Regions from separate parts of the Mus musculus genome. Here regions 2, 3, 4, 5, 6 and 7 are each linked to region 1. A link is a contact called in public Hi-C, HiChIP or PLAC-seq and promoter capture Hi-C data. All regions are on one chromosome and are shown on one strand. Each heading gives the region's core, a stretch centred on a gene start, on an enhancer-like site or on the middle of the called end of the contact. The rest is flanking DNA. Distances are from core to core; before and after follow the strand shown. Region 1 holds the start of Cadm1 (cell adhesion molecule 1). Region 2 has its middle 7.3 kb from the start of Gm22659. Region 3 has its middle 10 kb from the start of Gm5617. Region 4 holds the start of Rexo2 (RNA exonuclease 2). Region 5 has its middle 74 kb from the start of Gm22805. Region 6 has its middle 47 kb from the start of Gm31614. Region 7 has its middle 45 kb from the start of Gm51672.

Evidence for each region. Promoter capture Hi-C pulls out the DNA fragments that hold promoters and counts their contacts. Hi-C and Micro-C count contacts between places; a contact is called where the count stands out from the background. HiChIP or PLAC-seq counts read pairs in DNA pulled down with a chosen protein or histone mark.
Region 2: a contact with region 1 is called in an H3K4me3 HiChIP or PLAC-seq map of embryonic forebrain, with 4 times the contacts expected there. The contact joins the enhancer-like site here to the promoter of Cadm1 in region 1. A contact is called at or near these places in 4 of 39 promoter capture datasets (the 3T3-L1 cell line, the C10 cell line and pre-B cells) and 3 of 115 datasets of contacts at active chromatin or transcription factors (embryonic forebrain, forebrain and neural tube).
Region 3: a contact with region 1 is called in a promoter capture Hi-C map of hippocampal neurons, with 7 times the contacts expected there. The contact joins the enhancer-like site here to the promoter of Cadm1 in region 1. A contact is called at or near these places in 3 of 39 promoter capture datasets (cranial neural crest, hippocampal neurons and stem cell-derived epiblast-like cells) and 4 of 115 datasets of contacts at active chromatin or transcription factors (astrocytes, bone marrow-derived macrophages, embryonic forebrain and 1 more).
Region 4: a contact with region 1 is called in a promoter capture Hi-C map of hippocampal neurons, with 7 times the contacts expected there. The contact joins the promoter of Rexo2 here to the promoter of Cadm1 in region 1. A contact is called at or near these places in 3 of 39 promoter capture datasets (hippocampal neurons, second pharyngeal arch cranial neural crest and stem cell-derived epiblast-like cells) and 5 of 115 datasets of contacts at active chromatin or transcription factors (astrocytes, bone marrow-derived macrophages, embryonic forebrain and 2 more).
Region 5: an H3K4me3 HiChIP or PLAC-seq map of forebrain shows a contact between it and region 1, with 5 times the contacts expected there. The contact joins the enhancer-like site here to the promoter of Cadm1 in region 1. A contact is called at or near these places in 1 of 39 promoter capture datasets (hippocampal neurons) and 9 of 115 datasets of contacts at active chromatin or transcription factors (VIP interneurons, craniofacial prominence, embryonic basal ganglia and 6 more).
Region 6: a contact with region 1 is called in an H3K27ac HiChIP or PLAC-seq map of VIP interneurons, with 7 times the contacts expected there. The contact joins the enhancer-like site here to the promoter of Cadm1 in region 1. A contact is called at or near these places in 1 of 39 promoter capture datasets (hippocampal neurons), 3 of 484 Hi-C or Micro-C datasets (cerebral cortex and cortical neurons), 10 of 115 datasets of contacts at active chromatin or transcription factors (VIP interneurons, astrocytes, craniofacial prominence and 7 more) and 1 of 9 other capture datasets (adipose tissue).
Region 7: a contact with region 1 is called in a Hi-C map of rod photoreceptor, with 2.5 times the contacts expected there. The contact joins the enhancer-like site here to the promoter of Cadm1 in region 1. A contact is called at or near these places in 1 of 39 promoter capture datasets (hippocampal neurons), 18 of 484 Hi-C or Micro-C datasets (the N1E-115 cell line, cerebellar granule neurons, cerebral cortex and 10 more) and 15 of 115 datasets of contacts at active chromatin or transcription factors (SST interneurons, VIP interneurons, astrocytes and 11 more).

The regions. Positions count from the first base shown.
Region 1 is chr9:47,528,694-47,532,687 of GRCm38.p6, reverse strand. It overlaps Cadm1 (cell adhesion molecule 1), which reads right to left and starts at 2,336. Exons shown (of 11, transcript NM_207675.2): 1 at 2,183-2,336. The coding sequence starts at 2,315.
Region 2 is chr9:46,553,677-46,557,670 of GRCm38.p6, reverse strand. No RefSeq gene overlaps it. Among named protein-coding and RNA genes, the nearest start is that of Gm22659, 7.3 kb to the left of the region's middle. Within about 2 kb of position 2,325, at least 8 of the 459 cell types and tissues checked have an H3K27ac peak or open chromatin away from gene starts, as enhancers often do. A contact at or near this core is called in embryonic forebrain, where this site is marked.
Region 3 is chr9:48,503,327-48,507,320 of GRCm38.p6, reverse strand. No RefSeq gene overlaps it. Among named protein-coding and RNA genes, the nearest start is that of Gm5617, 10 kb to the right of the region's middle. Within about 2 kb of position 2,365, at least 16 of the 459 cell types and tissues checked have an H3K27ac peak or open chromatin away from gene starts, as enhancers often do. A contact at or near this core is called in forebrain and hippocampal neurons, where this site is marked.
Region 4 is chr9:48,478,455-48,482,448 of GRCm38.p6, reverse strand. It overlaps Rexo2 (RNA exonuclease 2), which reads left to right and starts at 1,838. Exons shown (of 7, transcript NM_024233.4): 1 at 1,838-2,042; 2 at 3,056-3,139. The coding sequence starts at 1,896.
Region 5 is chr9:46,701,761-46,705,754 of GRCm38.p6, reverse strand. No RefSeq gene overlaps it. Among named protein-coding and RNA genes, the nearest start is that of Gm22805, 74 kb to the right of the region's middle. Within about 2 kb of position 1,979, at least 31 of the 459 cell types and tissues checked have an H3K27ac peak or open chromatin away from gene starts, as enhancers often do. A contact at or near this core is called in VIP interneurons, embryonic basal ganglia, embryonic forebrain and 2 more, where this site is marked.
Region 6 is chr9:46,781,553-46,785,546 of GRCm38.p6, reverse strand. No RefSeq gene overlaps it. Among named protein-coding and RNA genes, the nearest start is that of Gm31614, 47 kb to the left of the region's middle. Within about 2 kb of position 2,351, at least 17 of the 459 cell types and tissues checked have an H3K27ac peak or open chromatin away from gene starts, as enhancers often do. A contact at or near this core is called in VIP interneurons, cerebral cortex, cortical neurons and 3 more, where this site is marked.
Region 7 is chr9:48,237,024-48,241,017 of GRCm38.p6, reverse strand. It overlaps a transcript of Nxpe4 not described here. Among named protein-coding and RNA genes, the nearest start is that of Gm51672, 45 kb to the left of the region's middle. Within about 2 kb of position 1,962, at least 14 of the 459 cell types and tissues checked have an H3K27ac peak or open chromatin away from gene starts, as enhancers often do. A contact at or near this core is called in rod photoreceptor, where this site is marked.

The DNA.
Region 1 (3,994 bases), core at 1,087-3,586:
TAACTGGCAACAGAATTTTCTTGTAGCTTTGACATGCACGGTTGAGTTCCAGACCGTTCCTAAGTCAGCACACATCCCTCGTCGGGAAGGCAACTTCTCATCCAGAGATAGTACAAATATAGTAGTGTTGTTACTACCCAGAGCCTTCAATGAGCAGGCTTGACAAGGGAGGCAGAATCTAATCCTACTCTGCTGGTTTAGTGGCATTGCATGGCTCCCATTTTTAGTCGAAAAGCAATATCCCGGGCCAGCGCTTCCCTCCCCCACCCTTGGTTCTGCAGCCAATACAAGTCTATTGTTGCCTCTGTAATGCGCCAGTTACCCAGCCTTTACTCACGCTCACGTTTAACTGACACTGGCGCTTTTTACAATGCAGCACGAGGGATCTCTTTCGGGAACACTCTATCGAACCCTTCCAGTCAGTGGCATCACCAGAAATTAAGTTGTAACCACACCGGCTTCGGTTAAACCTAATTATCTTGTAACTCATAAATTAAGAATTCACAGAAGAAAAACATATAAACATCCGGAGACAGAACGTAGCATGGAAGACAAAATTCTCAAGCTGGAATGGAAGGTGCTGCCAGGATCCCACCCTTAGAACCTCAATTGGTTCTTCAAGCCGAGTTCCTCCGCAAGCCTATTTTATAATGGGGGTGGGGGTGTCAAATCAACCAACCTGGCATCCCCTAAAATCCGAAGCTAGCACTCCCAAGCACCCCCACCCACCCCCCAACAGCACGTCTCCTGCGGTGTTTACATAACTATGTGTCCTCTAGCGTGTAAACAAAAGACACAACCCAAGCAGAAAGGCGCCCCCGGAACCGCAGGCTGGCTGGCCCAGCGCTGCATCCTCCCGGGCTGGGGGCTCCGCAGGTGGGGGATGAGCTCGCAGCATCCTCCACCACTTGTTGCTCCCAGGTCCTGCAGCTCGGAGCTGCGAGGGGTTTTGCAGGCACAGAGCCCTAGCGCATCCCCTCGCGCAGAAGCCCTCTCGCCACCGCCCGGTGCAGCTCGGTCCCGCCGGTCGCCAGGAGGCAGCGGCAGGCGGTACAGCAGCACGGGGACACCGTGCGGCGGGCAAGAGCGGCGAGGTGGCGGGAAGGCGGTCGCAGCGCGGCCGGCCTCTCCGGTGGGGAAGAGCTCCGGCTCCCTTTTGTTAGCAAATGCAAACACTGCCCTCTTCTTTCGCGACCGCGCCAACGCGCCCCGCACCGGGGCAGCCACACGCGGGGCTCCTGCCAAGCGCTCGGCGTCTTCAGGGAAGGCGCGGCGCTCGCCGAGCCGCCGCCACCCGGGCAGATTCTCAAGACGGCCGGCCACGCGGGGAGCGCCCCGAGGCCCGCAGGGCGCACGCCGGGCCGCAGAGGCCGCGAACGCCCCCGCCACCACCTGCGGGCCGCTTGCCCGAAGGACGCGCAGCCGGGAAATCCCGGATCCCCACTCGCGGCAGAGGCCTCGGTGGCGCGGACAACCTGCGGGCTCCAAGAGCCCTCCTGCAGCGGCGGCGACGAGCGGCCGCCCCCGAGCCGGGAACTTTCCCTGCCTGGATTCCAGCCAAGCCGACCCGCAGCCTAGCGGAGGGGGCCGAGGGGCAGCGTTCGGCTGGAGGGAAACACGAGAGGCGTGCAGAGCTCTCGGGCGGGGGACCTGGCTGCAGAGCGCGGGCAAGCCGGGAAGAGGACACGACGGTGGGGATGTCCTGGGGACCCGCGAAGGAGAAAGCTTCGGGGAATGGAGAATCGATCGGGGGGGCGAGCTGGAACGGAGGGGGCGAAAGCTTAGCCCAGGGACACAGGAGGACCTGCAAGTTCCAGGGACGAGAGCGAGTTTCGGAGGGTCCGGAAGGTTCGGGGCGCCTCCGAGGGCTCCCCTTCCCCCCACGCGCTAGCCCCCGGCCCCGAGCCCACTCCACTCAGCACCCCGCGCTACGCCAGGAAGAAGAGGTGTGGGTGCAGCCATCCCTGAGGGCGCCCATCCGCAGCCGGCGGATAGGAGAGAAGGGGCGCCGACCCCTCGGCCCCTTCCATCGCAGCCCCGACTTTCCTTGCCACGCTCCCGCCGCTTTGGATTTAGGAAGTGGGGGAAGGTTGTCATGGAAACGTCCCCCCTTCCATAGCTACGGCTCCTGGGGGTGCCCGGGGGGGTTTTCGGGACCAATCCGCGGGTGCCCACAACCTACCTGTGGGGATCAGTGCCGCGGCCGAAAGGAGCAACAGCAGGAGCCGGAGCCGGAGCCCTGGAGGCGCCGCCGCCGCCGCCACAGCCGCTGCCGCCGCACACTGGGATCCGCTCGGCAGCACAGCACTCGCCATGTCGGGCACCTGCCTCAGACTGGCGGCGGTGGCTGCCTCCCGAGCCCGAGCGGACAGCTAATGAGATGCTAATGAGATGCGCTGGAGGCGGAGTCAGGAGCGACCAATCGTGGCACCTCGAGCCCAACCCGGCTCTCCGAGAACTAGCCCCCTCCCCCACCCCGCCCCCTGGCGCTAGCGTTCGGCCGCGCGCCCGCGCCACCTAGGGGCGGGGCCGAGGGGCGGGGCCTATGCAAATATGTTTACGTTAAAATTCGGCCTCGCTTCCCCGAAGGAGGAGAACCTGTACTGGCCCGCGTCCGGCTCGGTGGCTGGGGAGGGGGTTGCGGCTTCAGGAGGCGGGTCTCTCGCTTTCGTGCACCTTTACTAGGAACCTTTACGCCACTCGCCGCGGCGGACTCCTGGTCGGAGAGTCTGACCGCGAGATTCCTGGGCCGGGGCACTGCGTGGGCATCGGCCTATCGAAGTCATACGTTACAAAATTTCCTTTCCCTCACCTTGCACGAAGGAATAAGATCTTTGGGAAACCCGGGAGTGGAGAGTGCGAATGCAGGTCCCCGGATTGACAAAACAATCTGAGAGAAGTGCATGCGTGCTTTGCACGTCCGGCGGAGCAGGAGAGCCCGCTCAACAGCCTAGCGGCAGACTAGGGGATAGTTGGAAGACTGAAGCTGTGGAGTCGGGGTTCTGGGATTTTCAAGTGGATGTTTGGCTGTAGATTCTGGGGAAAGGTAAATCAAGGTGGGTGTGCTCAGGCTTCCCAGCTTGTTGGAAGTGTCCTTCCCATGTTTAGTAGATTATAGCATATAAGTAATATGGAATATTTAAGATTACACGCACACAAAAGCAAAAAAAAAAAAAATCTACCGGTCAGGGTCGTGGGGAAGGGAATGTAGGGAACCGAGGCAGTGATAGAGTCAGTCGAGTTCCTCTTCCAGGGCTCGGTTCAATTCCCTTCTCTCCTATGCTTCCAGTCCTTTCTAAGGCATCTAGAGACCAACAGGTCCTCACTTTAGTTGTGTCTCAGAGAGGTTCTCCCGCTGACGGGACTTGCATGCATCTCTGGACACACTTCCTCCCTCCCCGAAATTATCTTTGATTTCTTTTCAACAAGGCAGCCGGCTCTCTTGTTTGTCTGCCTTTTAATTACTTATTTTCTTTCCCTCTAGAAGACCGTGTGTGCTCTGACCCTCTGTTGCTCAAGCATCAAATTGAAGGACGAGCCGTATTAAGTGTAAAGGTTTATAATAATTTAAGTATTCATAGAATGCAGAACAATAAGATGTAGGAAATACAATTTGCATAATAAATATCAATATCACAACAGCTAAAACAAACCATGACAAATTATATGTGGCTAAATGACCAAGAGATTACTGAATGTAAATTGCTGAATCTGAACTATAGTCTAGAAGAGCTGTACCAAGCCCTCTGTCCTCATGTTGCAAATAAATTAAAAATAAATAAATAAATATCAAAAGGAAGTTAAGATCGGCCAACCCATCAAATGAGTTACACATTAAAGCAGCCTCATATTATCCATTATGCATAAACTAATTTTCGAAACTGCCCTGTCTCCACATCCCTGGATCTTCTGCTCTGTAATTACAGGCCCCAATGCACGAACTGCAAGCAGTCCTCCAGAAGTGGAGAAAGCTCCAGTAGGCAAATCACAGTAT
Region 2 (3,994 bases), core at 1,076-3,575, 980 kb after region 1:
AAACGCCACTTTTGAGAACTGCACATTGGAGTTAGTAAAACAAAATCACACACAAGAAAATGTCTCATATTGTTTCAGGTTAAATTATGACTTTTGTCTTGGGCTGCATTCATAGCTGTCTTGGTGACTGGAACAGCTTTGAGCTAAGTTGCCCAAGGCAGGACCCATTCCTTGTTTTAACCAAACCAGCTCCCTCATGCTGCCAGTAGCAAACGTTTATTGAGCAATTGCCATAGACCAGGCACTGTGCTAGGAATGTGCCAGCACACTGAACAGGCAGGGATGCTCACCCTGTGGAGCTCACAGTCAGTGTAGATTATGCTGGTGCATGGGCCTCATACACTAGCGTACATCAAAGGATGCTGGGAGATCGCTGATGCTCACGCGTGTGTCTTCAATGATGCGTTCCTAGAGATGAGTATATCCTAAGGCTCTGGTCTCATCAGGAGATGCGTAATATGATGTCATTATTGGGAAGTATCTAAAGACAGGAGGTGGGGACTAGCTGAGGGGAAGCCGGGCACCGGAAACCACTGGAAAGTGTGTCCTTGGGGGTTGGATCTTCATGTGTCCCCTCTCTTTGCTTCCTCATCACCATGATCTGAAGTCAGGTTTCCCCACAGCCTTCCTGACAGAATAGACTAAGGCCTGTGAAATCATGAGACAAAACAAATAGTTCCTCCCTTTAAGTTTTCTCTCAGGTATTTGGTCACTTTGATTTAACCAAAAAAATAAAAAATAAAAAATTTTTTAAAAAATCTGACTCATACAAGGGGGGAAATGGAAAGCAATTAGAGTGGAGAGCTGAGTGTTCTTCTGTTCCATCACTGACAGTCAATGCCAGAGGAGACCTGGAGGAGGCACAAGCCAAGTCAAGAGTTGAAGGACAAGCATGAGTTATCAGGCAGAGGGAACAGCATGTGCAAAGGTCCGGAGGTCACAGAAAGCACAGCCCTCTTACCAACTCAATGCACAGGCTGGCCAGAGCCATGAATGAGACAATGGAAAGAGGAGGAAGATGGAACCCACTGTGATTGATGACTTGTATATGTTTGGCCCAGGAAGTGGTGCGATGAGAAGGTGTGGCCCTGTTGGAGCAGGTGTATCACTGTGGGTGTGGGCTATCAGATTCTCAGCTTAACTGCCTGGAAGTCACTATTCTCCTAGCTGCCTTCAGATGAACTCTTCATCTACTCCTGCACCATGCCTGCCTGGATGCTGCCTGGATGCCCACCTTGATGATAATGGACTGAACCTCTGAACCTATAAGCCAGCCCCAATTAAATGTTGTCCTTTTTAAGACTTGCCTTGGTCACGGTACCTGTTCACAGCAGTAAACCCTAACTAAGACCCCCACCATCAAGTTCCTTCTTGGCTCACTGTGACTGGCAGTTACACTTCAGCCTGGGATCAGGTGATGGGCAGTGATGATAGGGTTTGGAAAATATGTAAGATCAAGCAAGTAGAGACCAGAAGGAGACTGGACATACTAGTTCTCAGCATTGAAAGCAAATCCCTTCCTATTCTGCTTTTATTATGTAGTAGATACATTTGAGCATCAAAGAAGGTTAAAAATCCACCCCTGAGGTATTTTATACTTCAAAGGGGACTTGCATGCCCATTTTCTTGTATGTTGTATGATTCTTTCCCCCCTGTTGGGGATCTCGAACCTAGGGGTTCTCATGAATGCTAGTCAAGTGCCTAACCTCTTGGCTACCTCCCCACAAGCTGTCATTTCCTTGCACAATTCTATAGGAATTTCCAGGTCAGCCAGGCAAGTAGGAACAGCCTCCACACTCCAGCCAAGGAGACCAGAACACAGACAGTCACCAGCAGCTGCATGATAACACAGTGTCTTCGAGAACCTTCTATTACTCCGGTGGGGAACCTTTTATGTAGCTTTAAAAAAAATCACCAAAATCAGACTTCCAGGCATTTACAAAAACCTAAGTAAGGTTAGGATGGCTTTTCAGTGAGCAAAGGCACCGTTTGTATGCTCCTCTTTAAACCTCCACTCTGTTCAGAGAATAGCCATCCCAAAATGTCAAGGGCTTGCTCAGTACCCTGGGTATAGAGGCCATATAACATAAGACAGGCCCTAGGAGCAACCCTGCTGAGAGCTGAGGGAATCGCACAGAAACCCTGCAGTGGATAGAACAGGGAGGACCTGATGTCAGTGAGGTGGGGACATAATCCAAGCCAAGTCATTAGCAGTACACACAGATGGCAAGGATTCCAACCACTGTACTGTCTCCCCATCCCTCCCGCTATAGCTGGGTCCCACACCATCTGAGGGAGAGTAATTACAGGACCACCCCTTGGGCCAGCAGCTCCTTGCCAACCTCTGTATGCTGTCCCCAGCCTGCCCGTGGGATCCTGTCCTTCCCTGCTGTATCAGGCTAGGAGCCCACTCTCTCTGGCGTGCTGCTTAAGCAGGGAAATAAATATTCCCACTTCAAACAGCAGTGATTTCGGGGCCTTCTGTCTGAGAACAACTGTGCCCTTCGCCAGATCCTGAGCATCCTTCTAGAATTCTCTTTTTCCTAGGGAAGAGGAAGAGACGGGATTGGGAAACAGCCTGGAGATGAACATTATTCTTTTCTTTAAGGGGGTCTTTGTTCCCTTTATTTCCATCTTCCTCCTCTGTGGTGAGAGCCCCCACTGAGCTGCAAGGGGCTCAGTGCCATGGAGACAATTGTGTTATCAAAGAGAGAGGATTATGGCTCTGGTGGGGAGGGAGCACAGAAGGAGGGAGCTGCAACTGACAAGAGGAGATGACAAGTCACTTAGGCCTGGTGGCAGGCTGTGAGATGCAGAGGCAGGTCTTGTCACTTCTGAAGGATTGTCCATGTCACTGGTGACATGCTCTTTCAGAAGAAACCATCCCCCTGAAATGGGGAGACCGGAATCACAGTAGCTGCTGCCGGGGGAAGGACAGGGGCAAGACCAAGCAACGTGTGGAAGGTTATCCCTGACCCAGGTGACCGCATCCCTGGCAGTAGACAAGAAGGCAGCTCCGGTATCCTGGGTGACTCTGGAATGAAAGTTTGGACATACTGTGAACTCACCTTGTGCCCAACCTAAGCGATTTGTCAGATAAACAGCAAAGTAGTAGACAAGACCTTCCCGAGTCATCGTCCTCAGAAGCTAACACACACAGAGGCTCTGCATCCATGCCTAGCTTCTGAAGGACTGTGAATGGTAGGGACTGGCTAGGCTCCAAGACACTCAAGAGAACTGGCCACAGTTGTTCTTTGCATGTCAGCTTCCTCCATACACTGAACTAACTACCTTACACACTAGGTTCTCTAGGGTGCTTGTACCAGAGGCAATATGGCTGTCTCTCATCAACCTTTTGGCACCTACTTCCCCCCACCCCCCCAAGCAACAGGAAGTAGTTCCCCTGGCAGCCATATCCCTTGGCCCAGAAATAACCTGGGACATGTGGGTTACCAAAGTCAGAAAGAAAAGTGGCCTGGTACCTTCAGAGCAGCTGGTACATCTTCAAGAACTCTCTGCCACTCTTCAATCTTACCACGCCCAAAATAACCAAGGGAGACACATTTTCTGGGCTTTCCTGACACATCTAATGGATATCAGATGGGAGCGTCCGCATAGCAAATAGGAAGCTAATCTATCCCCTCATTCAGCCAAATGGAAGCATCAGAACACCCGCTGCTGAGCCTCCAGCTTCTGGCGGGGGACACGGAGAAGGAAAATGGAAACAGATTACAGTCAGTCTGATACCCAAACAACAAATAGGTATCCCAGAGAGAAATTTGTTACACTGATGTTCGGGAAGAGAGCCACTGATTTCTTTGTCAGCTCTGCCTTGCCACTTTAATTGAGGAAGTGCTAGTTACAAAGCAAAAGGGAGAACAAAATGAGAGCAGAGGCCAAGGGCTTGGCACAGGGGCTGGTATGGGGCTGCCCGCTCACGCACGCCTGTGTACACACTGTGGTGGGCTCCTCTACTGGCCACTCAGTGTCTGCT
Region 3 (3,994 bases), core at 1,116-3,615, 970 kb before region 1:
TGTGCCGAGATCCTGAACTCCCGAAAGGATCTCTTTAAATGAAGACACTGAGAGCCTATTCTCAGTCCGTTACAACTGTTGCAATCACACGTTACTCCTGAGGCTTTCTAAAATTTAAAAAATGAAAAGACAAAATGTCATGGTGCAGAATAAGACAGGATGACTTACTGTTTACTTTTTAAATTAAACAGAAAAAGGGTGTTTGCCACACAAACCTAACAACTTGAGTTCCATACCCAGAACTCAAAATGGAAGGAGGTCATGTGTATTTGTGTGTATGTGCATGTGCAAAGAGATACACACATATCAAGATATACACACACACACACACACACACACACACACACACACACACACACATACACACACACAAATAAAACTCAAAATTCAGGTTTAGGTATTTGCTACTTCATGGAAAGTATATACTGAAGCATGCACTAAGAGGTTTGAGTCAGCTCTTGGACTTGTATTCAGGTCTTATCTTTAAGATAAACGATGTGCTTTCAGACAGTCCAATATTTGACACTCATTTGAGTCTCTTAGCTATGTTTCATTTGACTAAAGAAGAGATGTCCATGAGGCTGGGCAGTGGTGGTGCATGCCTTTAATCCCAGCACTTGGGAGGCAGAGGCAGGCGAATTTCTGAGTTCGAGGCCAGCCTGGTCTACAGAGTGAGTTCCAGGACAGCCAAGGCTACACAGAGAAACCCTGTCTCGAAAAAACCACACCCGTCAACCCCTCCCCCCCCACCACCAAAAGAAGATGTCCATGTCTAAAGAAGGGACAACATATAAGAAGAGAACTATCATGTGTTGGTCTTTGAACTACACGCTCTCAGTGGCTGCAGATATGCTGCTGACATAGTTCTGTGTAGTGTTTGCCTAATATTCACAAAGTCCAGGGTTGGATACCCAGTACTACATCATACGGGGGTGTGGTGGTACACACCTGTAATACCAAGCACATCAGAGGTGGAAGCAAGAAGATCAGAAGTTCAATGCCACCCTTGGCTACATATTGAGTTTGAGTTTGAAGTCAGTCTGGGTATACAAGACCCTGTGTCAGTCACTTTTCCCTTGCTGTGATAAAACACCATGACCAAAAGCAACTTATGGAAGAACTAGTTTATTTTGGCTTATGGTTCCACGGTGGGGCAGCATGGCAGTGAGCAGCAGGCATGGCAGCAGGACCTGGAAGCTAAGAGGTCATGTCTTCAAGCCCAGACATGAAGTGGAGAGGGCCAACTGGGACTACAGTGGGGCTGTGTATTCATGAAGCCCATGCTACTGATGTACTTCCTCTAGTAACTCCATGCCTCCCAAACTCCCCAAAGAGAGCCATCCACTTGGAACCAAGGGTTCAAATACCCAAGCCTATGTGGGGCATTTCTTATTTAAACCACCACAGACTCCGGGTCTCAATAAAACAACAACAACAACAACAAAACAAAAAACCTGTAACTTCAAAATACATACTTATGGAAAGAGCAAGTTTTATGAAATTACCTATAAACCAAGGACAAATGGTCATGGTCCCTTTGGTTTATTGTGAACCAATGTTTGAACTTGATACTGAGGGAGGGACTTCTGGGTTAGAAATAGCGTGTGTGTGTGTGTGTGTGTGTGTGTGTGTGTGTGTGTGTGTGAGAGAGAGAGAGAGAGATGCCCAGGCTCCCTGAAATTATTGTGTTCATAAGATTATGTACATTTTCCCCCAGAAATTGTATCTGTTCCCTCTTGGTTTGCTTGCTTGTTTTATTTAATGTTTGCCCTTCTGGGGATTAGATTAGCAATAGCAAGGGTCTTCTGTACACAACTGCTGTGATCAATAGGGGAAAAATGGAATCTGTTTTCTTCTGTGGCCATGGGCGTGTGAGAAAGGATTAGCTTGGCTACCTGACTTTTGCAATTTAATGGATGTATTTGTGGTGGGATATTAGCGGTGACTTGTCTTGATCCAGAAATGCTAAATTTTTTAAAACCTGGACTATGTTTTCGAAAATTCAAGATGCATTTAGCAAAGCAAGGAAAAATAAATTCAGGCTGCTAGCTTGGCAGCCGGTGTGGATACAGTATTCTGCTCTGTTTACTCTGTCAGGAAGCCAGTTCCATTTGATTAAATTCTGAAATTAGAATGCATGCACGCTGGAAGATACCAAGCAGCTTCGTGCTTTTCCCCATACGGAAAATCTGATTAAGGAAATGAACTCAGAAACTGTAGCGCCAGAAGAGATCAATGCAACAGCTGTATTCAACCAGGCTCGATGGGTTAGACCTTTACTTTATTAAAATGGATGGCTTTAGCAGAGAAACTGTGTCCACATCACAGTGCTGTTATATGGCTCTGAGCTCGGTCCCAGAAAAGAGCCAAGTTGGAGCTGCCACCCAATATTGTGGCAGTGGAGCAAGTGCAGATCTGTTCTCACTCCACAAAGCTAAAATTAAGCCAAAGGAGAGATAATTAAAGAATTTATATGCACAGTCTTCTCACATCAACATACTGGATTCTTTTCAAAATTGCTGCTATGTTCTAATTTGGCAGATCTTCCAGAATAAACTACACAAAAAACAATCTCAAAAGTCTCTGTGAGGTGGCCACTGACAGTGGAGTGGCCCATGAATACTAATTTATATGTGAAATACAGTTAAAGAGTCGACAAGGCTAGATAACTCACAAAAAGAATTTCATTGTTCTTCATTACATGGTTGCCAGAGAGGAAAATACGCGTTTATTACAAAATACTTAAATTATTGCCTATGAATACCAACTCTTGATTTGTCTACAGAGGGTCGGTTAATGGACACTAGGTGTAAAGAAGTGTGTCCTGAGAGATGTTGAGGTGGGGAATAACCTCATATGCATTTATGGCACAGGTCATTATTGTGGGCACTACATTCCAGGATGCAATCCTTGGGCTTTATGTGTTAAGAAACTGTTTCTAAGAACTTACAAATATGATCAGATTCTTTGGAACACTTTCATGCCAAACAAGAAGCTGGTACAAAAAGCAGAATGCTGACACTTCGAAATGCTCAGAGGAGCGCTGAGCACAGACATGCTATACTATACTGTATGCTATATGCTATATATGATATATGATATACTATATAGATGTTTTCTTGGTCAGCTTGGCACAAGGGCTTGAAAAGCTGAGGGACCTCATTTGTTCGTCCTATGTATCTAAGACCATTCCCTCAGATTAAGTGATGTGTATCTTCTGACTTTATTAAAATGTAATTTATTTATAATAAATGCATTTATTAAAATTGTACTGCTTGATGAGTTTTGACCATGGTACTCAAGTAATAATCATCACCATTCAATGTAGGATGTTCTCATTCTTCATACAATTTCTATTTTTTTCCCCACTCAAACTTCATCCTCAAGCAATCATAGATTGACTTTGGCCAAGATAAAATGTAGATGAATTTGTATAATAAAATTTCATATCTAGTTTTTAATTGTATAGAACAAAAATGTGCTTGTAACACTGGTGAAATTCCCACAGCCAAATATTCAGAAACATTTAAGTGTCTACCTGGGATGGCAAAAGGAGGCGTGGCAAGCACAATGGCTTGAGGGGTCAGGCAGGTAACTGAAACGTGTGATAGAAGTAAGGAGAGATAATGGAAAATTCATGTCCTGTCACAAGGCATTCAGGTGTAGTTTTAGTTTAAATATGTGCTGGCAAAATGGAGTCAAGAAAATAAGCAAGTCACAGAATATGTGTAGAATACATTACTTGTATTGTTCTAAAGCAGGTGGAACACTTTATATTACACTTAGGGATGTGCATAGAGTGAAAGTGAGTTAAACATAAGGAAGGAAATGAGATACAATTTGACACAGTGGTTATGTGTATCTGGATGAGATGCAGGCTGGTTATCACAGCAAGTTAAAGCGGGGTTTTAAATCGTAGGGTATTATTTACACTGAAGGATAAAGTGACCACATGGCCTCTGGCTGCATTTAACTTAGCCTCTTTTGCATGTAG
Region 4 (3,994 bases), core at 589-3,088, 950 kb before region 1:
ATTTCTTTAGAATTTAGGGAAAATAACTGTTTTATTTATGGTAAGAACACTAAATCTGTACTTATCATTGTAACAGAACACATTACCTTAGCTGAATAAACGTGAAAGGTTCTAAAACTCCCACACATAGTTTCTGTTTATTTTTGAGATAGGGTTCCCTGTGGCTATTTACATAGCTATAATTTTTCATTGTTAAATGTAACCATTCATTGTTAAAAAAAAATCATGGGTGTGGTTTTTCAGGATATAAATTGTTAAATACCACCACCAAAGGTGTAATAAAAAAAAGATCTCTATTTGTGCAGTGTGTATGTGTGTGTACGTGTGTGTATGTGTGTTTACTGGTGCCCACTAAGGTTTGAAGAGGGCAACACAATCCCTCGGAGCTGAAGTTCAATCCCCTGCAAGAGCAGCAAGTACTCTTACTTAACCTTTGAGCCATCTCTCCAGCCTAAGGATGTTATCCTTTCAAAATGTAAAGAAGTAATACTGAGAATAAGCCCAGCGGATTCAAATTCCTATATAGCCAGGTGTGGTGTTGCACACTTTTAATCCTAGTACTTGGGAGGCAGAATTCCAGGCCAGCTTGGGTTCTGTAGTGTGTCTCTTTGTCTTAAAAAAAAAGTTTCAATGCTACAATAGAGTTCTCCTTCCTATGAGTAGGGCCACAAATGATTACAAACTTAACAGTATGTTCTACTAGGTAATGCCGTTATAATATACATACCCATTCTGCAGTAAAATTGAACATGTAATTTGACACCCGTTTCCATGATTTTTTCCGTTTCTCTGGCCAAGCTTGGCAGGTCACCGGTGGAGTAGCTGAAATCCACTTGTAGGTTGCAGCATCCTTAAAGCTTTGATTAGGCAACAATGTTTGTCTCACAAAACCAGCTCACCGGGTAGGAATAACTATGCCACCAACCACAAGCTCTGTAATTACTGGCAACACAGCTTTCAGAAAAAGACACAGAGTATGTGATTCAAGACTGAGCACGTTTGTGACAAAATTGCCCTTTGCAGAGGCGTTTGCTACTGAGCTAAAATATAAGATCTCCGCAGAGGCCCCTTCGAGCGTAGGTGATGAAAACCGTATCTATTGTGGGAGATTAAGGACCCGTCTATTAAAACCAGAGCGATCGGCAAAGGCAGAGCGCAGGACAGAGCAGGCAGAGCTATTCCAACTCTCTTTAGTGGGCTGCAAAAGGTAGAATAGTATACGATCTAACAACCGAAACACAGCCTACACGTCCTGGCATCCTAGAAAACGAGACAAGGCTTCTGCCAATAATGGGAAAGGAACATTTATGGAACACCTGATATGTGCGAAGTCATCTTTCAGAAAAGAGACCATTTAAGGACTCCTAAACGGTGATGGCGGAATTGGCCTTGTAGCTCAAAAGAGCACGTCACTCGGATTCCAAGTAAATAAGAAATATACTCAATACGCGGAAGGGAGGGGCAGGTAAAAAAAAAAAAAAAAAGAAAAACTGAGGGAGGTAGCAGTAAGGAAAAGGTAGATTTAAAACAATTCTTAAACATATAACCATATTTTTCAAAGTAAAGCCTCTTCAACTTCGCAGCTTAGAACTAATAAAAACTCAGGAATGATATCTCCTGGAAACAGACAAACTTTAGCGGTGAAATACTAGCAAGTCCCTTAACATCCGAAAACACGTGGCGGGGGAGGGGAGCAGGAGGCTGGACCAAGGACTCCTACTCCCATCAGCCCTTTCGGCAGCCGAGAGTAGCTGTGGAGGGCGAGCCGACGCCTCGCATGCCGGGGCTTGTAGTCTTCTCCCGGCACCTCCCCGTGGGTTTGCGACGTTTAGCGACTGTGGCGCCTGCGCGCGCTGGGCCGGCGGGGCTGGGGCCGTGGCGGCTCGTGCCGGGTGATGCTAGGCGTATCCCTGGGCGCCAGGCTGTTGCGGGGCGTGGGTGGCAGGCGCGGGCAGTTCGGGGCGCGAGGTGTCAGCGAAGGTAGCGCAGCCATGGCGGCAGGGGAGAGCATGGCTCAGCGAATGGTCTGGGTGGACCTGGAGGTGAGAGTGCGGCCGGGGCGAGGAGGGTGCGGGGAGGCGAGCGCAGATTCGCGCGTGGGACCGAGGGACTCCCCTGTCCCGGGAAGCAGCAGGGATCTGGGTGTCAGGTGCGACAGGTGAGCACGGCCCCAGGAGCCCCGAGTCAAGAGTTTTTGCGGGGTCTGGGACTGTCCCTGGACTGTGGGGTTTCTTTCCATCTGGGTGGAGCCGTCCATGTGTCTCCCCTCTCCCTAGCCTCGACCTCCACCCAGAAGTGAATTTGTGTTACGCGTTAGTGACTCTGAGGATCGTGGGTGAGAGTTGGGGCAGCGACTCTGAGCCCTGCTCCGTCCCCACCTCCTAGCCTTAAAAGACTAGGTTGCTTAAGCTAGGACTCAGGAGATGACTCAGCCTTACCCCTCATTCCATAAAAGAGAAAATTGAGGCCCCATTGGAAGATTCAGGTTACCCATTTTAGTTTTAACGCATTCATACCTAGGCCTCTCTTGAACTCCAGTTTTCTGCTTACGAACTGAGTTCATTTGTTAACTTTTTTTGTTGTTGTTGTTGTTGGGAAAACTTCGGAAACCATTGTAAACCTCCGAGAGGTAACGTTCGTGAGCTCACTTTTCTGTAGTCAAGTTTTCATCCTGCTTATTTTGAGTCTGTTCCCAGGACAAATGTGTTTGACAGTAGCTGGCCCGCCCGCAGGAAGTGCCTTTAGCAGTCTCTGAGCACTCAGAACTTAATACCCTGAGTACTGCCCAGACCATTACTGGTCATAGAATGTGAGCTGGGTCCACACAAAGGAATCTCTGTCAAGTAAACTTGGGCAGCACGCCTTTAATCCTAGCACTTGGGAGGCAGAGGCAGGTGGATTTCTGAGTTCGAGGCCAGCCTGGTCTACAGAGTGAGTTCCAGGACAGCCAGGGCTACACAGAGAAACCCTGTCTCAAAAAAATAAAACAAAAACAAAACAAAACAAAAGGTGGTTTCATGTGTTTGTTATATGCTTGTTTATTTATGTTTTACAGATGACAGGATTGGATATTGAGAAGGATCAGATTATTGAGATGGCCTGCCTGATAACTGACTCTGATCTTAACATTTTGGCTGAAGTAGGTGATGCCGTGTAAATACATTCATACCACTTAAAGGGCATTGGGGATCTAAAGGTGCCTTCATCTGATCTCACTGAAAAACGTAGCAGATTGAGGTCTGTGTAGATTAAGGCCCAGTGCTATATTACTAGGACAATGTAATATAATATGTTAGAGTTGGTATTGGAACCAACATAATCCACTTCATAACCGGATTAAGTTTTCAGTTGAAATTGACAGAACTCCCCCTCCCCCAAGGCTACAACAGTTCTGCAGGGTTTACACGTGTATTCTTAGTCCTCATGATGATAAGATAGGCTCTGTTAATGATGTTCATTGTCCACCGGAAGATATTGGGTTACAAGAGATTTGGGGGACTTGCTCAAGAGCATTTGGCTAGGTATTGGGGAAGCTGGTTAAACTACTCTCTAAACACAGGCAGTCTCAAGTGTTCCCACCAGTATCCAGCCAGCTGGGTCCTCATCAAGCTTGGTGTCCCCCGACAGAGTTTCCCATCTCTATGTCCTACCTTCGGCTTTAATTCCATATATAGTCCCCCTTATACCACTCCATCAGGGGTTGGTTCCAGGATTCCTCTGTAGATACCTAAATCTCATTCCCCTGTATCCTGGAAGGAGATGCAGTATTTCTCATGTACTTTGAATCACCTCTAGATTGCCTGGTGTCATTCTTGTGCTCCCAATAGAATACCTGATACGACGTTGGTGCGTGTAAGTAGTGTTTAAAGTAGTGTTTACACCATGTTGGTTAGGGAATGTTAAGGAAAAAAAAAGTATCCGTATGCGTTCCTTACAGACCAATGACGTTTCCGTCTGAACTGGGTGACTCCTCCCAGATGACACCCATTGTCCC
Region 5 (3,994 bases), core at 730-3,229, 830 kb after region 1:
TCTTCTTCTTCTTTTATCATACATTTGGAAACACACCCACAGACATGGAGGTAGCATGCCCCTTCTTCTAACCTGCCTGACTTCTCCCTGGAATCTGTGAAGATCCTCCAAAGGAAATAAGCTGAGTATGGCCTCAACATTGTGAAGGCATCATTGACACATTTAAGAGCTTTCTGTTTCTACTTTGCATGCCATTTTATTCTTTCCTGATACCTCAGGAAAATCCTGAAGACCCCTGACAAAGGTTTATCCAGCATCTTTATAAGATGGGGGTGTCTGTAATATGAAATTAAGTATGGGCACAATTCATGTATTTACACTTAATTCCCCACATAATAGTATTAAGGATCAGGGCATGTAAGAGGTGGTTTAAAAGGGACAAAGTTCATACTGATGGAGTTAGGACCCTTCAGAAGGGGCTTTAGGAAGGGGTTGCCCCTTCTGCCCCTCCCACCTCATCTGCCTCTTGAAGCATTTGGCCCCTCTAGAGAATCTCCCAAAAATGCCATCTTGAAAGACCCATACCAACACTCAGCCTGCTGTCTGTCACCTTGTCCTTGGACTTCCCAACATGCAAAACTATGAAAAAGAAATAGCCACCATGTACAGATTACCTAGCCTAAGACATTTTGTTGGCAGAGGCAGGAGCTCCTCGTAACATATATTACAAGGAGGTAGGGACCATTTTTGTCCTTGCCCACCACGGTGGAGAACCTCATTTTCCTTCCTCCCCTGAAACGTTCCTTTGGTGAATATTCACAGTTCTCCTCTCCAGAAGACCAAAAGCTCCTTCCAGGGTCTCATACAAAACTCTCTAATGGTACCACGTGAAAGAGATCACAGGGCTTTAGGCTCTCCCTTTTCCTAGTCCAGCTTTCTATACTCTCAGGGCCCCATTAACTACTCTGAGTCTCTTTTCTTTCTCTGGGATGTATGTGTCTTTTTCTGGGAAACTGCCAAGCATTTGGGAGAAGCCGTGTGGGCAGAAAATGACCACAAAGCTAGAGGGAATGCTTAAAGAGTCCAACAACCACTCAACACGGATTTATTGAGCATCTGTCATGTTCCAGGAACCATGCAAGGTTGGAGCGGGGGAAGATGAGCCCTGCCTAGGCCAGCCTTTCTCACAGCCCAGCATCTGAGTGGGAGCTATGGCATCAGGCAGCTCCACAAACTTCTTCTATTTTTATAAGGTTCATTCTGTCTTATGGGCAAAGAAGGGCCACCCAAGTGTCCTGCACTTATTGGTTGAGTTAATCAAAAAGAATTCATGCCCTGTCAGCCCTTACTTTTTGAGATGGGGAGCAGAGTTAAATAAGAAATGACAGTGACTATGCATAAGGCTCCTGAAATTTTCTCCTCTGTTAAACAACCCCCACCGTGGCAGCCACTACCACCACGCACACATGTTCACATGCTGGGGTGCACACGCACACGTGCCCATGCACTCAGAAAAGACTTGCTACTCCCTGCTGTAAATGCAGGCTTCGAGAGACAATTAAATATTGATATCTTTACATCTCAGTATTTTCTTTTCAAATCCAAACAGCCCCAACAGGAGCCATTGCTGATAGTTACTTAACTCCTTAAAACGTCCACGAGGGGTTTTATCCTTTTAAAAGGAAGTCGTTACAAGCAAGGAAACGGAAACAGGCTGGGGTGGGAATGGGCTACTTCTCCTGAAACAAGCCCCCGAGAGGAAACTTCCGCTCACTTTCGTAGACTCTGCCCCAGAGAGCCAGTTCTAGGAGCAGGGCCAGCTTTACACAAGCAGGTCTGGCCTCCCACATCGCACCCTCTCCATGGCCTGAAAAGACAAAGACATACTCTCTTGCCAGCTTCCAAAATAGGCACTTGAGCGCCCTGCAATCAGAGGCTTGGTGAAATTATGTAAATTGTCCATGCATAATGATGCCCCTGCTGAATAGATTAACCCAGCAGGGGTACTGGACAGCACTGAGCAGGTGTTAGCTGCTGGGCCCTCGCGCTCTACCCAGCATCAAGGGTGAGAACCTATACAGCACATACTACCACGCACTCTCCTTTTCTCTCAGTCAGTCCCAAATGTTTGCCCACTAAAATCTCCAGGGTCAGCCTGAACGGGAAGACACAAACCTCTTACCCCCGGGAGTTGTTTCTTGGAAGGTCAGCAAGGGGACCCTTCAAATGGATGAACCTCAACTGTAACCTCTAGAGTCCCTGCCCTGTGTTTCTGTGTCTCATTCCCTGCCCTGTGGGTGGGACTCGCATCCTTGTATTCTCCACAGGATCCAGTCCAGAGCCTTCTCCACAGTAAGCACTCCCCCGGATGCTTTTTGAATAGAATTGAATTCTAAACAGACAGAGCTGGAATGCCTCTTTGAAGTTATTCAAGCAGTCCGCAGACATATTCCGATTGTGAGTCACACGTCGTCTATGGGTGCAAACACTGGTATAGGGATTCCAGCTTCATTCTCATTACATTCTTTGAAATCTTGAAATCACAGGGAAATTGTGTCTTTGTGTGTTTTAGGCACTTATTTTTGTTTTGACTCTTGGGATTATTTTGGTTTTGAGACAGGGTTTCACTGGTGTAGTCCAGGCTAGGCTCAAACCTCTATCCCACTCTTTTGTGCCGTTGTGAGCTCTTCCATGGGCAGATGGACAAAGCTTTCACCAGCCTCTTAGCGGTGCCACGCCCCTTCCCTAAAACAAACACTGTCAATGTCAATGGCAGCTAGCAGAGTGGGAAGTGTAGACTTGAACCCCCACAACTAACCGCATGCTAAGAACTGGGGATGCGAGGGGAGGGGGCGCAGGGGAAGGTGGGCAACCTGAAGAAGACAGAAACCTGAAATCAAGATCAGCTCCATGTAAAGTAGCTGCCATTAGCCCAAATAGTCACTAATATAGAAAATGAGCCTTGAGAGGGTTCGTTGCTCTCCTAGGGTCACATCTCTCCCACAGCTGCCTTGGCATTTGACAGCCTGGCCGGGACACCCTTTTATGTTCTCACAGGCACGGGACCCCTGCCATAGTTGTCTGTATTCTGAGCAGCTATGGCAGGGGCTTGTTGGCTAGGCCTCTCTGTCCCCAGTGCGCACATCTCTGCATGCTTCAGCGGACTTTGTGGAGTCTATTTACCACATCTAAGACCAATTTCCTTCCCTTCAGTTGCTTTGAAGATAATTGAAGGTACTTGCATTGTCTGCCTGGGAATGTAAAAAGCCAGCTAATGCTGCAATCGATGCTTCCTGCTTAATGCTGAGCCTCAGCCCAGCCCGCCCTGAGCACCAGCTAACACAGCGTCCGTCCGATGATGGCTTCGGCAGATCTTCCCGGCCAGCTACTTTGTTAATCAGAAAGGGGTTGGGGGGCTGCGGGGGCCCTCAGGATAATGGCAGGCAGATTGAGTTGTTAAGCCTGAATGAAATATTTAGTAGCGCCATTTACAGGATGCTGCTGGTGGGAGCGGTCCTCTTGGCGCTGCCTGGGGATGAGAGGGAGGTGCTCTCCTTGAGCTCCCCAGGCAGGGCACTGATGAGCCTGTTACAGCAGGCAGGGAGGAAGGCTGCAGCATCAGCCTTAGAGGTGGAGGAAAGGGGAAGGAGGACTAACCTGGATAACCTCCCAACTGACACACCCCCTACAGGGCAGGCTCAGAGAGCTCAGGAGGGCCCACCCTGCTAAACCTTCAGTGGGCATGAAGAAGGAGTGCCCACCACATTCTGTATAGCGGTTCTGCTTCTTGGATGGATTTAACAAGGACGTAAGGCTGGTTGTGACATGAGGTAGGGAAAGGAAGATATTCGTGTTCCTTTCTCCTGATCACTGAGAACATAGAGTCCCTGCGATGTGTTTTAATCCACACCAAACTGATGTTCTCGCTTCCAAAATTGTGGAATGGAGCCGGCGAGATTCCCAGAAGAAAAAAACACTCGCTCCCAAGCAGGCTGAGTTTGATCCCTGGTTCTCATGTGGTAGACGGTGAGAACTGATTCCCACAAGTTGTCCT
Region 6 (3,994 bases), core at 1,102-3,601, 750 kb after region 1:
GGATCCCTTGTGCAATCTGTGGCCACCTGCAGGTCAATGAGGTGGCTCTGCTTCTAGGGTTCAACTGACTGTCAATTTGGCATGAGGGACAATTGGGCCACGTGTCTCCTACCATTTCATCCAGCAGGCTGGGCTGGATGGCAGCAAGGTCCTAACAATGTGAATAGAAGCAGGTGGGCTTTTGAGGACTAGGTTTGGGACTAACATACCATGGGGCATTCTGTTGACCCGAACAAGTCACAGAACAGCTCAGATTCAAAAAGTGTGAGTATATAGTCAACCCTTTGGTGGTAGTTGCTGCAAAGCCATGTGTTAAAGTATAGGGATGTAAAGAACTGTGGCCACCTTTTACAGTGGTGAGCCAGGACTAGAATTCAAGTCTCCATAAGCAAGGCACAGAGTTCCTTCTGAGTCCTATATTGCCCAACCCTTCTCTGCTTCCATTTCTTATCCTCAATACCTCTGTAAAAATCGGGAGTGCCAGAAGAAAAACACAACTCTAAGGCAGTGATGGTCACGGTCTTCTTGGTGTAGAGTCAGGAGAATTGTTAAAAGCATAGCTTCCACTGGGCTCTCCCAGTGTTCTCCCTATGATACATCTTCATCTTCAGCACCCGCAACCTCCGGGATGTTCCCTGCCATCTTGCTTCAGCAAAGACTCAGATCCCAGATCCGAAATTTCACGATCATCCCAAAATACTATAAGCTCTCTGCTGCTCTGCTCGGAAGACCTGGAGCGGAGACAGCAGCCAGCTTTCCAGCACTGAATGAGCTAGCCCCTGGAGTCACTTTGGAAACGCCACCAATGTGTTATGCCAACTTCTTTTCTGGGGGAGAACAAAAGCTATTTTTCCCTCCTTTCTTCCCCTGATGGAAAGAAACAAGACCCCCCCTTTTGAATTCAACTTTCTCCTCTCTGGCATTAAAAAAAAAATCTGTCAAAATTCCCACCCTGCCTTCCTAGTTACATTTTTTAATTCAGTTGGCTCTGTGTGGGGGAGTCTTCTATTAATAGGTATACCAGGAGGCTTCGCGCTTCTGGCAGAGGAGCACCTAGGAGAAGCGTGGAGGGCTGACGTCGCAACAGTGAGCAGGAATCAAACCGGGCTTAATTAGGAAAACATGACTTCCCTATTAACGTCCCTGTCCATGAGATGCCGACGAGAAACGCAGAGGCTTATTTGTTTTGCAATTACGGATGAAATAAAAAATTACTTGGTCTAATTAGACCTCTTTTACTAAAAGAAGCGTGTAAAATAACCCCAGTTTCATTAGCAACTCAAAATGTACTATGCTGTGTGCTACATATGTTTAAGTGAAATGTGGAGGGTCAATTTGCTATGTAAATTTCCACAAATTTGGCTAAACTAAAACGATTAACCTAATGCGTATGCAAATTAACTTAATTGATAACGACTTTTCTCCAGGAACTTTCAAAGAGGGGAAAAAAATACATTCCGAATCTAACAATCCTCCAATGTGTTCCGTCACCCAATAACAAAATGATATCTTGACAAATTAAAGGGAATATAATGAAATCAGATTAATTAATGCCAAGACCAATTAGCACATGCAAAGAAACAAATCTCACTAATAGACAAATTCAGCAACGATTTGAATGAGATTTTTGAAAGCTTTCCCTGTTTATCGGAGTGTGTGTGTGTGTGTGTGTGTGTGTGTGTGTGTGTGTGTGAAATGCTCCCATTTGTTTAGGATCTAAGATGTCAGAGTTAGAAAGAACCATAAGATCTGAAACGCTCCTTTAGCTGGATAGCTCAGCCTTAAGAGGTACCAGGAGGCAGGGGCACAGTGGCCCTGCATCCACTACCCGTTCTCTAGTACAATACACACGGATGACTGGAGGTAGGGAAAGAGACTGGTAGGCCTTTCCAGCCTTGGGACTGCTTGATCCTATGGTCTACATTGAAATGTTTACCATATTAGACTGCTGTCTACATTAGAATATACTTATATATTTAAGAATTGAGGGGATTTTCACCCGGAGTCTCTTTCTTGACTCAAGCCCCCTCTTTTCACACCAGAAGCAATCATTGACACAAACCTCTGAGCCTCAGCTCCCTGGGAGAGCTATTTCCCTAAGCCTGGTCCATGATGGGCTCACCCTGAACCCCCATGCAGCTAGCTCTAAACTCTTCAGGCTTATGATTTGGCTGTGAGTGCTTCAGGCCCAGCTAGCTGCCCCTCCCCATTTCAATGAGGATTCTGGGATCATGGGCTGAGCTCCAGTTTGGGTTTTTAGTTTTATTTATTTTTTCTTGTTATTCCAGATGGTTGTTGCTGAAAGCCTGAAGCCTGAATTGCTTCCAGTGGGATCTTCAGACAATGGCAGAGTGGAGGGAAAGCCGGCTCTGGATGGAGCTTGTGCACCAGGGAGCAGTCAAACCAAACCCCAATCGCACAGACAGAAGCAGCACCTGGAAGAACACACGCAGCCCCCTGAGGCTCACTCTGTGGACTTGTACCGGTGTGATATAGAACAGCATAGCTGGACAATAGAAGGCAGAGAATGGACACTGTTGGGGGAGGCAGAAGACCTGACAACGACGGGGCTGCTGATCCCTGACCTTAGGCAAGGTATGCCCCCATCTCTGGCTCTCAATGCCCTGTGTGGATCAATGGGGGGCCCTTCTGGCTGTGATGTTGGGCTCTAGAAGAGAGGTAGGAGGAGGGAGAAGAGAAGTAAGCAGAACTAGAAATGCCTGGACAGTCCCCGATATGTGGTGGATGATTAAAGAAAGGCTGTCTACCCAGCCACTAGAGGAGCACTTTACTATGTGGGTGGCCACCAATTGGTCCACCAATGAGTGCTTAGCTACTAGGCAGTGGTGAGGGCAGAGCTCTGCCCATGACTGTGGTGTAAAAATCCCACTCCAGCTGGTTTCAGTTCAGTTACATGTAACTGTAAAGGAGTTAACAGATCTCTAAAAAAAAAAAATTAACAATTTGTTTTCACGAGCTGGTGTGAGTCAGCCCAGCACCCCACTGGAACTGAACACAGTCTTGTCCTATTTAGGCAAATCTCTGGTGCTTGCATGTCTAGGAACCCACTCAACCACTGGATGTGTTCTCATGGCCGACGTCTCACATGATGGTCTTCATACATTTCTTCCTGCCTGCCTGCCTGCCTGCACCGCCTCCTCACCCCGACCCTCCCAGTAGAGCAGTCTGTGCAAACTTGGGAACAGAAACTATGATTATCATTAATCTAAGCCAAGCATCATTGAGAAAGTAAATCTGCTGAAAAGAAACATTTATTCATCTTAAAAATGTGATGATGTGTCTATTAATCACTCTTGGGAACCACCCACTTCATGTCCCCTTCGGCCAGTCACCTTGTCCTCCTTCCCTCTGTCCCTTGTCTTTGACTCAGCCTTAATGCCAATGGTCAGTCATCACCATTGTTAGGATTGTGCCACCCAGACCCTGATTTTGACATTCCTCCTGCTCCCCAAAAAATGGTTTTATTTTTTTATCAACTGATAATGGAGAAGGAAAAGAAAAAGAAAACACCTTTCCCAGCAGAGCCCATAAAAGGCTCGTGAAGTCATACCGACAATTACTGGCAAGTCTATATGGAATACCCTCTGTGCGTCATCTATCTTCTGCTGGCAATAAAGGCACAAAGCAAATTAACCATGAGGGAGGCCCGCTCGAACACCTTGTAATTAGACCGAGCTGAAAGGCACTCCTATCCCTGCTTCTCTAGGATCTGTCTGGGCTGCAGGTGGACTTGCTTGCAGGTCTGGGCTCCTCCTGTGGTTCCAATCATACGAGTAGGGCTGAGGATCTGGGAAGCTGGAGCAAGGGACGATGCCCTCCCTTCAAGACCAGACTGTGTTTGCAAACATATATCTCAAAATCCTTTCCCGTGGGGCAGGGAGATGACCCGATGAATAAAATGTTCTCTGCACAAGCACGAAGACCTAAGTTTGAGTCCTCAGCACCACCTAAAAGCTTGCCACAGTCATGCACA
Region 7 (3,994 bases), core at 713-3,212, 710 kb before region 1:
TGCTGTGTTGTAATGGGATGAATGAAGAATACTGGCTAGCTGATGAGGGATTCTTGGGGTCATGTGTCCCCCTCCTTTTCCTATGCTTTTCCCCATCATTGTGTAGCTCTTCATGCTGCAACCTTGCTACTAACTTACTACTGGTCTGTTCCCATTCACTACCCTACCTAAGTTTCTCAAGTGCAGAGGCCACACCTTCTCATTGTGCCTCACTGTATCCTGACTGACGCCTGGCGCAAGGTTGTGCTCAAATGTTTGCTGAGGAAAGTGCTTAAAGATAACTGTGAAGAATTCCAGCAGCAACTCAGAAGATTCCTCACATTCTGCTGGGCAGAGGCTCACAGCCCTCATTAGGGAATTTAAGCCCTCAGCAGGACTCAGGAACAGAGGACCTGAAAGCGCTGGGCCAAAGAGAAAGGAGGATGCGATTCAAGAGGGATTACAATAGCTGAGTCCTGGTCAATCTCTTTTCCATTTCCTGTGTTTCTTTTGGTCAGCATGTTCTGATGTCATTCTACCTCACACAGTCGGCTCCCTCTCCACAGGAAGATACATGGTATGTTCTTTGAGAGCTACCATTTCCTGAGCACTCTGAATGGGTATCAACACCCTTTTTACATATCCTTTTTCCAAGCTGAGAAGCTGAAATTCTACAAGTCTCTTATTCTAAAACTCATCCTGTTTTCTTTAAAGCTTTGCTTTTTTAATTTTAATTTTTTAAAAAGATTTATTTATTTATTTAATGTATGTGAGTACACTGTTGCTCTCTTCAGACACACCATAAGAGGGTGTCAGATTCCATTAGAGATGGTTGTGAGCGACCATGTGGTTGCTGGGAATTGAACTCTGGAAGAGCAACCCATGCTCTTAACCACCGAACCATTTTTCCAGCCCCTAATGATTTATTTGCAATTGTGTGTCTGTGTGGGATATGCATACATGAGGGCAGGTGCAGATGTTGTGAGCCACTGTCTGAGTGTTGGGAACTGAACCCAGGTCCTCTACAAGTACATACTCTTAACCATGGAGCCATTTCTCCAGCCCTAATCCTATTAATTACTGAATATTAATGTCTTAAATAAGACATTAATAGGGTTTCATTGCTGTGAATAGATACCATGACCAGGGCAACTTTTAAAAAGGACAACATTTCATTGGGGCTGCCTTACAGTTTCAGAGGTTCAGTCTATTATCGTCATGGCGGGAGGCACGGAAGCATGTAGGCAGACAAGGTGCTGGAGGGGAGAGAGTTCTACAACTTGATCCAAAAGCACCAGGAAGGAGCTCTCTCGACTGCCCTGGGCAGAGCTTAAGCATAGGACCTTAAAGCCTACTCCCTCAGTGACACATTTCCTCTAACATGGCCACACCCACTTCAACCAAGCCACACCTCCTAACAGTGCCACTTGCCATGGGCCAAGCATATTCAAGCCACCACAAGTAGCAATATAAACCCATATGGTGGCTTTTGTTTCCTGGAGTGTATGGAAGTGAATCTAGAGTCTCTGGTGGCCCCATGCAGCATCAGAAACAGAGTGCACACGGGAGTCTTCTCCAGTGATATTTGCTCTGCAACCCCTGGGACAGCTATAGGCTTACTGGCCCCTCACCCACCAAACCCCGCAGCAGGCAGTTCTCAGAACCCTTTTCATTCATCGTCTTCTAGGAGGAATTAGCTGATTGGGGTTGATTTATGAGGATCATCAGGAACCTTTTGCCAAAAGAACCCTAAATCTTAGTGTTTGTCCCCTTCCCATCTTGGAAGAGCCCCCACTGAACCTAGAGAACTGACTCCTCATAGACTTTAGCACATGCCCTCCTGACCCCTAGCCCTGAATGTTTTTTTCTTTCTGATCTCTAAGGAGGCGTATCTCCAAAGGGAAGGCAGAGTTTCACAAGGAGGAGATGGAGGTGGCAGAGAGAACCAACCCTGAATATGCTAAGAGCTCTCTTCTACACTTTGATTGACAGTGAAGACACATCTTGTCAAATTACCGCTTCAGTCAAACACAGCTAACCCTCCCCAGCACTGACAACAGAATGATTTCGATTTTAAGAAGGGTAAAAGAAGCCGTGAATTAAACCTTGGGCTATTAACAGGGTTCCCATTTCACTGAGTGAAGACAGGTTCCCATATATTCTTAGGTAGTCTTCCAAATATTTTGCAATTTGAAGCTGTGGTGAGAGAAAGGACCAGGGTCGGTGATTGCGAATGCCCAACCTGTGTTTCCAGCTGAAAAGAGACTTCTCAGGGGATGCTGCCTTGAGCCACTGGGGGCCACCCAAGAACTGTGGAATGCCAATAAAACTCAGAGATACGGTGCCCTCCTCTCCAGCTCATGTCTACCTTCTGAACTGGCACTATACCTCTCCAGCATCCTACAACTACCATACTCTGCCCGGTAGATAGTTATCCAGAGTGACAGGCTGTGTCAATCCACGATGCAGTGCTGAAATAGGATGGACAGGTTCATGGTCAGATCTTGAGGAGCGGTCATCCGATTTATCAAAGTTAGTATGGAGGAGAATGGATAAGGATGAATGGAAGGTGAACTGAGCTCAGTATGAAGAGCAGGGTGAAAGGAGGGAGGAGAAATTCATGCTCCATGTGAACTTGGGAAAAGCGAAGGTGCACTCTCAGCTCAGCAGCTCCACCTGCAGGAAGAGCATTGGATTGCAACGGCCTTTTGAAAGTAGTCACACACCCCGTACCCACCCATGTCTTTAAAGAGACTCTCCTAAGGGGCTCTATATATGTGCCTTACCAGCTTAGATTCTGCCCCCTTATCTTCTCCTGTCTTCGTGTTTTTGACTCAGTATCTATATTTTCTAATTTCTTCCCTGTATAAATCTTTTCATAACTTTTAGGCAAAAAACTAGCACTCCATGATCCAGAGGCATCTCAGTTATACTTTTCTTACTCCCACAGTGGGTCTAAGAGAATCAGTGCTCTTCATAGGAGAAGTATCAGCCTTCTCCGAATGGTAGTCCATCTCTATAAATCCAAGTTCACCAGGAAGTACTTATCATATTCTCGTAGACATTTGGGTTTGGGAGAGCTGTCAAGATTATTGAATTTGATGCCTCTCCCACTCAGTATCCAGATCCAGTTATATCAATGATTGCCAAATAAGACATTTACCATCAATTCCTCCTGCTCCACATCTCACACGTGCCATCTTAATAGCTCCTGATGCCCAGTTCGGCGAGGTGCACACTACTGCCTTCACGGTATAGTTTAGGAAACAAAGACCACTTGCTTCACCCAGACTCCACACTACACTCTTTCTACAGGCCTTCAAGCTTCTACGTGGATGTCGGCCATAACTAGGAGGTCATGAGCTGTGGGACAACCTGCTGACCTTTGGAGTCCTGGCTTTCAGAAAGAAGTTCATGAGGCTGAACTGGGAGCCCTCTCCTCATTTTTACCCACTGTGCAGGATTCCACTTTAGCAACCCAGATCAAGCTTTAACTCCATCTCCAAACTTTCTCTTGAAATTTGCAAAACATCTCCAACTTCAGCTTTCCCTCATTTGGCTGCTTTTGACAATCCCTAATTACTACGGTGTGCCTTTCGTTATGGTAGCCTTGCCACGGCCTCAAAATTGTGAGTTCGAATTACATTGTGTTTTGTGAATTCCTATAGTTTTGTTCTCCTTCACGATAAACTTCATTAGCTAATCAAATGACTTACAAGACAAGGTCCTTGCTCACAAGGGAAAATTATTCATCTTTCTCAGATGACAACCTGCAAGGTAATTCACTCGGCGCACTGTTTATCGTATGGAACTGACTGTAGATATGATAGAAAATCCAGTTAAAAGGAGCAGAGTTGTCAGGAGCCATCAGGGAAGGCTTTGGGAAGGCTCAGTGCTTAACCCGGGCTTTGGCAGTGGGAAGCCCTGGGAACTGCAGAGCAGAGGGATCCGAATGGCAAACTGCAGGGATAAACCACAGGTGTGTGCGGAAAGCAAAGAGCAGATTGGCTTTGCA